2 separate regions of the Mus musculus genome follow, and region 2 is linked to region 1. A link is a contact called in public HiChIP or PLAC-seq data. All regions are on one chromosome and are shown on one strand. The core of a region is the stretch at or near the end of the contact, and the rest is flanking DNA. Distances in the headings are between cores, read along the strand shown. Region 1 overlaps Col15a1 (collagen, type XV, alpha 1). Region 2 has its middle 17 kb from the start of Tex10.

Region 1 (4,273 bases), core at 1,636-4,135:
AAAGTATGGAGGTCAAAGAGGATTACAGGCCTGTCCCTCTTTGGTGTGTTCTTCACACACACACACACACACACACACACATACACACACACACACACACACACACACACACACACACACACACACACACACACTCAGAGAGAGAGAGAGAGAGAGAGAGAGAGAGAGAGAGAGAGAGAGAGGTTGAACAAGGTTTCTCACAAGCTCTACCAGGAGGTTAGGACCAGGCAGGTTCCAATGGATTAATGTAAGACAGATGCTGACATTGAACTTATGATCCTCTTGGCTCAGCCTCTTGAGTAGTGGGGTTATAACTATGCATCACTGTGTCTTGCCTTGCCCTCTCCTCACAGCACTGTGGACCAAACCTAAGGACTCACACATGCTAGGGGAGTGCTCTGCCACAGAGCTACACTCTGGCCTAGGGTCCTGCCTTTCAAACATGCTTCCCTGAGACGTTTCCATGGACACACTAGGCAAGGGTCTTCTAAGTACTCATGGTGTTTTCTTGGAATAGCTCTCTCTCTCTCTCTCTCTCTCTCCCTCTCTCTCTCTCTCTCTCTCTCTGTATGAGTGTATATGCGTGTATGTGTATGTGTCTGTGTGAGTATATACAGGTGCAATACCCATGCATGCAAATGTATGTGAAGACTAGAGGATGCCCTTGGCTGTCATTCCCCCAATGTTGTCCACCAAGCCCAGTTATTGTTTATGATGATGATGATGATGATGATGGATGTGGGTTCTGGGGATTGAACGCAGAAACTCAGGCCTTGCCTTCTTCAGCTGAGACATCCTTCCTGTCCTATAATTAGTTTTCCTGTCACTTGAACTATTTTAAGGACTAAGGAGGCAGGAACATCAAGGGACAGCACCAAGCAGGCGTCCATGACTGTCTTCTGAACAGATCAGCAAAGGAATGAACAGAGGGAGCGCTTCCCGCTACCCGGGATGCACCAGGTCCATGAGGAAAGCAGACAGAGGTATGTCCCACAGCTCAGCTGCCACCCCTCCCCCATGCCCCGTTAGCCCCTCCTGACCACCTCATCCATGGCCAGCACTAGGTCAGGAATGTCCCTGAGAAACCATGAAGAAAAGAGTGTGTACCGTGGAAAGTGACAAGCTCTGGGTCGCCAGGGTGAGCGGTACCAACCTGGGGAGAGAGAAAGGCCCAGTCAGACATGGGAAGCCCTGCCCCAGCATTTGTCCTGGGGACAAATCGCAGAGGATGAAATGACACTGGCCAGGCTTCTATTTGGCTTTGGAATACTCCTCAGTACCCTCAACACAGACTTCTCAGGCCTTCATTTGGGAAACCCATGATGTAGCTGGCCTCGAGCACACAGCATTGAGATTTCTGGCCAAAAATCTAAGCAGAAGGGAAACACAAGGCTTCCAGACTGCATTCGTGAGTGCAGCCAATGCTGAGTGTCTTGGCCTCCTTTCTTATCAATTAGGATTGGCTCACATGTGAGGCCAAGTGTCCAAGCCAGCTCTGAGCAAGTTCTGAAGCTGGGCCAATCGTCTGCTTTGCTACTGAGTGTAATCAGAGACAGGCATAAGGCACAGGTCAGGCAGCAGTGGCAGTGACAAATAGCAGGGTTGTCATTAGATTGGAGGGGCTTTTATGGACTCTTCATTAGGTGACAGGGGTCTGGAATCCAAGCAGTTCTGGATAACACTGTTCAACTGTCTTAGCTTCATTCCTTGTTACTGTGATTGGAAACCCTAGCGAAAGCAACTTGTGGGAGAAAGGGTTTATTTGGTTTACAACTCCAGGTTACAGTCCATCACTGCTGTGAAGTCAAGGCAGCACTGCATGGAAGCAGTTAGTCACATTAAATCCACAGTCAAGAGCAGAGAGCAATGAATTAATGTATGCACGTGAATGTCAGCTCACTTTCTCCACTCTTAGGCAGCTTAGAATCTCTTGCCTAGGGTATGGTGTCTAGTATAGTGGGCAGGTTTTCCTGTCTTGGCTTAGGTAATCTAGATAATTCCAGGCCAACCTGATCTAGACAACTCCTTATTGAGACTCTTTTCTCGGCCAATTTGATTTGTTCTATGTTGACAATTAAAGGTAACCATCTCACTCTGCCTCCATCTTTCCCCAGAAGATGCTCCACCTAGATCTGGGATCTTTCTGTGCTTGTAAGTGGGGATTGCAAGCTGCTTAGGGGTCATCATGAAAAGATATTGGGAAGAGGAAGGAACCTTCCAGAAAGAAAATCTAAGGACGACCTTTACAAGTGGTTAAGCAAGGTGGTAGGAGTATATAAACTGTCATGATGTTAAACTGATGAAACTGGAAGATGCTTGCGAAGTGCTGGGTGTGTTTCTGTTTGATAATGTCTACTTTGAGGGCCTCGTAGGAAACACCCATGCCTCCAAACGCTACGGTGTCCCAGTATGCCACAGGAAATTAAAACAAGACAAAACACGTTGAGCCTGGCATTGAGTTTAAGTCACTCCATAACTGCCCCACCATCCCCCGAGTGTAGATACCACACAGGGTTCCACTACAGGTTGTACAACTGCAGTATCATTCCCACAACAGTCTAAAGTTTGTGGTCTTCTGTCTCATACTTGGTGTGTTGGGATTGTTTGTGGGAGGTAGTAAGGAGGTGGGGCTCTGTGTTGAGAGGAGGGACCTTGAGCTCTGGGAAACAGTGGGACCTAGGCAGCCTCTGCCCTTGTATGAGGAGATGCAGTGTTTTCTTGGGGTATCTCCAGAAGCTGCACTTGCAGCAGATGCCTCGCTACAGTTATCTGGATAAACACGCCCTTGGTGCTGCTGTTGGGCTCACTTGGAGCTTCAGCCCTGTCCCCTGGGGGATCCCGCGCTCTGCCTTCCAGGCTAGCATGCTTGGACCGTGGGCTGCCCACATGGACGCCTCAAAGGTCAGATTTGGACATAGGCCTAGGCCAATACACAGCCAGCCGGCCTGCATCAGTTAGAGGCATCAGCGACCAGCAGCATTCCCATTCCCACGGGAATCAGTATAAGCCCACTTCAAAGAATATTTTGAAATGATCATCTGCAAACTCCAGAAAGCAGAGACCACGTCTGTCTAGGTCATTCCTGTGTTCCCCCCGGGGCCTAGCAAGAGTCCTTGGCACTGGGGAGAGCTCAGTAAATATTTACTGAAAGAATGAGAGAATGATTGCGCACAGATCCATGACTCATGCCTTGTCCCCGTGTTTCCTCACAGAAATAAATGTCTCCCTATGATACTGGCAAAATCCTACAGACGGTACTGCCAACTGCCTGGGGGAGGGGGAGGCTGGGCAAGGATCACAGTGCCTGCACCTGCTTCCTGGTCACCAGGAGATCTGAGCTGTGGTCCCAGCTGCCCCATGCTCCGTGACCTTGGGCTAACCAAAGAGCTTCTGTGGGTAGCTGTCTTCCCATGATAACTGGGAGAGATAACGCTTGCCTCTTGGGTAACTCAATCTTTGAGGAGGATGGAACTGAGTAGTTACAAATTTTAACCCCCAGTTCCCAGCTCAGAGGCCACGAGTTCCGGTCACTTCTTTTAGTTAAGAAGGAGTCTATTTTGCAATTTTATGCTTCTTCCGCCCCTGAGGCCAAATGTTTGTTTTACTAATAGACGACTCACTGTTAAAATAAGCCAGTGTGTGGTATTTCATTACCAGGGTCTATTATCTAGAAACTTCTAGATCTTTAAGGGCCTATATGTAGATAGATGATATCAGAGAGTAGACATACAGGAATGGAAAAGTGCCCAAGGCAAGATGGATCCGTTTCCTAAAACAGGCACTGGTACTTAGCCTGCTGCATGAAGACATGAGAGTTACTTACTGGTGTTTTGCAGTGTGGCCGGGCAGGTATTGGAAAAACAGCCTGTGGAAAGAGAATATGAGGGGTGAAGGCATCAGGAAACCTAGCACCAGCTGAGGCCAATCTGGTGCTCACTGCAGGGTCCCCAGGAAAGCTTCTCCCAACCCCATCCTAACTTACGCCTTTGATGTTAACCACAGCTCCAGGGGGCCCTGGGGGCCCTGGGGGTCCAGGTAGGCCAGGTGGACCCTGAAGGAAGAAAAGAAAAGCCGCTGCTGTGTTTAAGGATGTGGGAGGCAGCTACAGCATTTGCTACACACTCTGAGCTGGAAGCTGGGAGGGAGTAGCTTCCAGAGCACTCCCTCATCTGGGGCATACTGAAAAGGGTTGGTAAAGCATGCGGGAGACAGCTGGACAGCTATGCCGTCCTGGCTGACACCCACAAATAATGAGGCCCAGAGAAGGGATACA
Region 2 (4,556 bases), core at 2,053-4,552, 1.2 Mb before region 1:
ACACAAGGACACAAATGACCCTATCTAGCACTTCCTTGGATTAAGCAGTAGAGACGTTGATGACCCCTTTTGGAGTTTCCAGCCTTCATTTCAGGGCCTCAAGGTTTGTAAGTCCCTTGTATGACTCTGTTCTCAAGTATTTTTGCATTCCAACTAAGTGAAAAGTATCAAAGACCAATGTGCATTTAATAAAACTAAAGGGTTTATTAACAATATTCCAGCTGTGGCTGTGAAGCATCAGTCCTTCTACACGGCTGCTGGAAAAAGATCTGACTTCTGTGGTCTAACTATGGCGTCTACAGAGAAGTGTTGTTCACATACCACTGTCAGGTAGAGAAGCAATGAGCAAGACCACTACAGTTGGAGACCACATCATGGTAGCAGTTAGGAACATAGGCTCAAAACCAAACAAACTAGGGTGAAATTCTCACTCCTCCACTTACACATTATATAACTTTGAAGAACTTGTTTAACCTCCATGTCCAAGTCCATTGTGTAGGCATTGTGTTTGGTTTACTGTGTAAAGTTTACCCTTGGGTTATTCAAATGCAGATGTCTCTGCCCTCCTATATTGCTTGTTTCAATTTGGATATGGCATTGTAATTCTTATACCAAGAATCTCCTTTCTCAAGTTTCTGTAAACAGTTCTTACTATTTATTTTCTGCTTTGTCAATAAATGCTGGTCATCCGATGGCTGGGCAGAATAGAGAATAGGGTGGGACTTTCACCAGCCAGAGGAAAGAGAGGAGATTCAGATTGTAGCCTCCCCTCCTCTGCCTGAAATCTGCTTGCTCAGGTTTCATTGTTTACATCGGGGTGGAGCTTGCCGCTCAATCATTCTGCCATGCCCACTGCTGGTGCCTGCCGCTTTGCTCTTCCGGAGCCATACACGTGGTCACCCTGCTACTGGACTCCAGGATTATTTGGCGGGAATCGGGGCCCCTTCCCCTCCTTCTTAACTGAATGTCGAATTAGTAAAATTGAGCTTTGATCAGAATGACTGATATTAGCTACATATTTCTCTCGCACCGCCTAGCGCCCCTCCCCCCTTCTCTTCCAGGTTTCCAAGATGTCTTTCCAGACTAGAACCCGGACATGTGAGCCGCTGGCTGGACACAACATCAGATCAGCCAGCAGAATGGGGAAATAGGAGCCATGGAAAAGGGGTCTGAAGATCCAGATCAATAATAATATGGAAGTATTATGGGCTGGGGCTGGGAGGTAGCCTGATTGTCATAAGAGGCAAAAATAGATTAATAAGTGCTCAACTACTGAGGTGCATTTTTCAATAAATCTTTTCTTTTTCCTCTGTTTTTTGGGTAGTAGCCTAAGGTAAAGAAATATAGCCACCTGATTAATTCACTTTTTATATTTGTATTAAGGATAATTCATTTGCACCATAGAGTTATAATAAGACTATCTTCCACAATCTTAATAAGAATTAAGTATCTTGAGCTGGGTATGATGATGCCAACCTATAATCCCAGGACCTGGAAGGCTGAGGCAGAAGGTTTGTGAGTTAGTGACCAGCCTGGACTACATAGGAAGATCTTGTCTCAACAAAACAACAAACTGTTGATTTTATAAAGCACTTTCATAGTGCTGTGATAGTTTGAATGAGAATGGCTCCCATAGGCTCATAGATTCGAATGACTGGTCCTCAGTTGATAGAACTGTTTCAGGAGGATTAGGAGATAGGACCTTGCTGACGAAGGTTTCCCTGGGAGTGAGCTTTGAGGTTTCAAAACACCATGCCACTCCTAGTTCGTGACCTCTGTCTCTGTCTCCCTTCTAGTCTCTCTTTCTCTCTCTCTCTCTCTCTCTCTCTCTCTCTCTCTCTCTCTCTGTGTGTGTGTGTGTGTGTGTGTGTGTGTGTGTGTGTATTTCTGTGCCTCTACTAGTAGATTAGCTGTAAGCTCTCAGCTACTGCTCCAACACTATGTCTGCCTGCCTGCCGCCACAATGGTCATGCAGTAAGCTCTGTGAAATCATGAGCCTCCAAAATAAATGCTTTCTTTTATAAGTTGCCTAGGTCATGGTGCTTTGTTACAGTAATAGAAAAGTAGCCAAGATGAGTGCCTAGAACAAATTAAGTTCTTGGTGATGGTGGCTGGTGAGCTTTCATGATTTTCATTTAAGGATCTCAAAGCAGTAATCTTCATCAGTGTGTGTCCTAGTTTGTTCTCTGTCACTGTGATAAAACACTAGACAAAAGGCACTTGGGGAGAAAAGGGTGTAGTACATCTTACAGGTTAGAGTCCATCATCAAAGGAAGTCAGGGTATGAACTCAGGTAGTAAGCTAGAAGCAGGAACTGAAGCAGAGTCCATGGAGGAATGCTGCTTATTAGCTTGCTCCTTCTGGTTTGCTCAACTCCACTTCTTATTCAAGCCAGGACGACCTGGCCAGGAATGGCACCAAGCACAGTGGGCTGGGCTCTCCTACTTCTATTAGCAATTAAGAAAATGCTGGGCGTGGTGGCATACACCTTTAATCCCAGCACTCGGCAGGCAGAGGCAGGTGGATTTCTGAGTTCGAGGCCAGCCTGGTCTACAAAGTGAGTTCCAGGGCAGCCAGGGCTATATAGAGAAACCCTGCTAACTCACTGGCAGCAATTCCTCAGTTGAGTGTTTCTCTTCCCATAGGTTGATAACAGACAATAACTATAGCAGTGTGATTTTCATTTTCTTATTATAAAGCATGCTTAGCTTGATCCCAGAACAGGTTGTGTTAGCTTTCTACTACCATGACAGAATATCTGAGAAAATCAGTTTAAAGGAGGAAGGCCTTATTTCGGTTCAAGGTCACAGAGCATCAGTCCATGGTGACTAGGCTCATTTCTCTTGGGTGAGTCAGGTTCTGAACAGAGGACAGAGTACCTCACAGCATCTGGAAGCAGAAAGAGTAAAAGAGGAAGAGCCTGGAACAAAACACATCCTTCAGGGGCACATTCCCAATGACTCACTCTCTATGAGTAGACCTCATCTCCTAGACTGTCTACTCCCACCTAATAGCCATTAAGCTATAGATCCATCAGTGGGTTAACCCACTGAAGAGACCCTTCATTCCACCTCACCTCCCACATTCCAACCTCTGAACATCACTATATTAGGATCATGTCTTCAATACCTGAGCTATTGGGGATCATTTTTGATCTAAATTATAATGTTTATTCCTCATAATTGAGTAACGTCTTTTATACTCTAGAATTATAGTTTCTAGGCAATGAAATGAAGACACTTGAACTTCTAAGTGAATCAACTATTTAATAAGGCTGGGGTTTAACCTTATTACCTGTGACTCATCAGTCTGGCTGGGGCTAAAATTCTTCTGCTGAATGTTTATCACCTTAGAGGAAGCAGCCAAGGAGCAAGGCAGACTGAGAGACAAAATTAGATTTGAGTCTCTTAGACATATTAGTGAGAAGACGAGCCAGGGATGCATGTAGTTCAGTTGGTAGAGTGCTTGCCTAGCATGCATGAAGCCTTGGGTTCAGTCTTCAGGATCATATAAACAGACATCATGGACCATGCCTGTAATCCAAGTACTTTATAAGTACAGGTAAGAGGATAAGAAGTTTAAAGTCATCCCTGGCTACATAGTGAATTCAAGCCTAACCTGGGATACAGGAGACCCTATCTCAAATGCGCACACGAACACACACACACGAACACACACACACACACACACACACACACACATACATGCTGTAATTTAAAACTTAAAAAAAATTAATTAGAAAAAAGTATTTATTGATGAATATTCTTTTTTCATATTTGGAAATCACTTTCATAGTTGTTTTAATTCACTAATTATGATAGCCATTGGAATAATAAAAATAAATATTTGATATGCATGAATAAATGTAATGTGTTGTAAATATAGTACATATAGCTGCTTTGTGAAGATCAAAGGAATATACATTAAAGATAGATGCAGTCTGCCCATCTTGTGCATGTTTATTCAAAATGCAAGAAACTTTAAATAATATAAAACCACTATAAAGTGATTGGGTTAATAGAGATTCTAAGTGAAAAAAAGTCTATTGTGTGTTTCCCAAGAGAAACCAGAGGGAACCCAGGCCTTTGGAATCTTAGAAGTGCTAATGTAGCAATTAACAGCCTAAAGAGAGAGGTACTGTAAAATTATTGTCATGAATAGTTTACACTTAGCAATGGTGTTTTTATCAAGCTAGATTTTAAAAAGCACCATGGTAAATATTTAATTATAAGAAAAGAGGCTGCATGTACATTAGTACACCCCAAAGTGACACATAAATTTCAAAGAAAGGCAACCATCTTACTCATTAACACTTTCTACAAGAACCCCGTGATGAAAGAATTTTCAAGTACAAGTTAACAGAACTACACACAAACACGCAATTGTGGGTAATGCTGTGTTGGTGTTCTTGACCATGTTATTTATTTCATCATGTATATTGTCTTAGGGTTTCCATTGCTGTGTAGAGACACTGTGACCAAGGCAACTCTTATAAAGGACATTTAATTGGGGCTGGCTTACAGGTTCAGAGTTTCAGTCCATTATCATCAAGGTGG

Evidence for each region. HiChIP or PLAC-seq counts read pairs in DNA pulled down with a chosen protein or histone mark.
Region 2: a FOXA1 HiChIP or PLAC-seq map of pancreatic cancer cells shows a contact between it and region 1. The contact joins two enhancer-like sites.

The regions. Positions count from the first base shown.
Region 1 is chr4:47,292,958-47,297,230 of GRCm38.p6, reverse strand. It overlaps Col15a1 (collagen, type XV, alpha 1), which reads right to left. Exons shown (of 40, transcript NM_009928.3): 27 at 3,983-4,051; 28 at 3,824-3,865; 29 at 1,108-1,153. Gm52732 (a long non-coding RNA gene) reads left to right here. Exons shown (of 3, transcript XR_003955396.1): 3 at 843-3,475. Among named protein-coding and RNA genes, the nearest start is that of Gm52732, 8.1 kb to the left of the region's middle. Within about 2 kb of position 2,885, at least 146 of the 459 cell types and tissues checked have an H3K27ac peak or open chromatin away from gene starts, as enhancers often do. A contact at or near this core is called in pancreatic cancer cells, where this site is marked.
Region 2 is chr4:48,487,872-48,492,427 of GRCm38.p6, reverse strand. No RefSeq gene overlaps it. Among named protein-coding and RNA genes, the nearest start is that of Tex10, 17 kb to the right of the region's middle. Within about 2 kb of position 3,302, at least 18 of the 459 cell types and tissues checked have an H3K27ac peak or open chromatin away from gene starts, as enhancers often do. A contact at or near this core is called in pancreatic cancer cells, where this site is marked.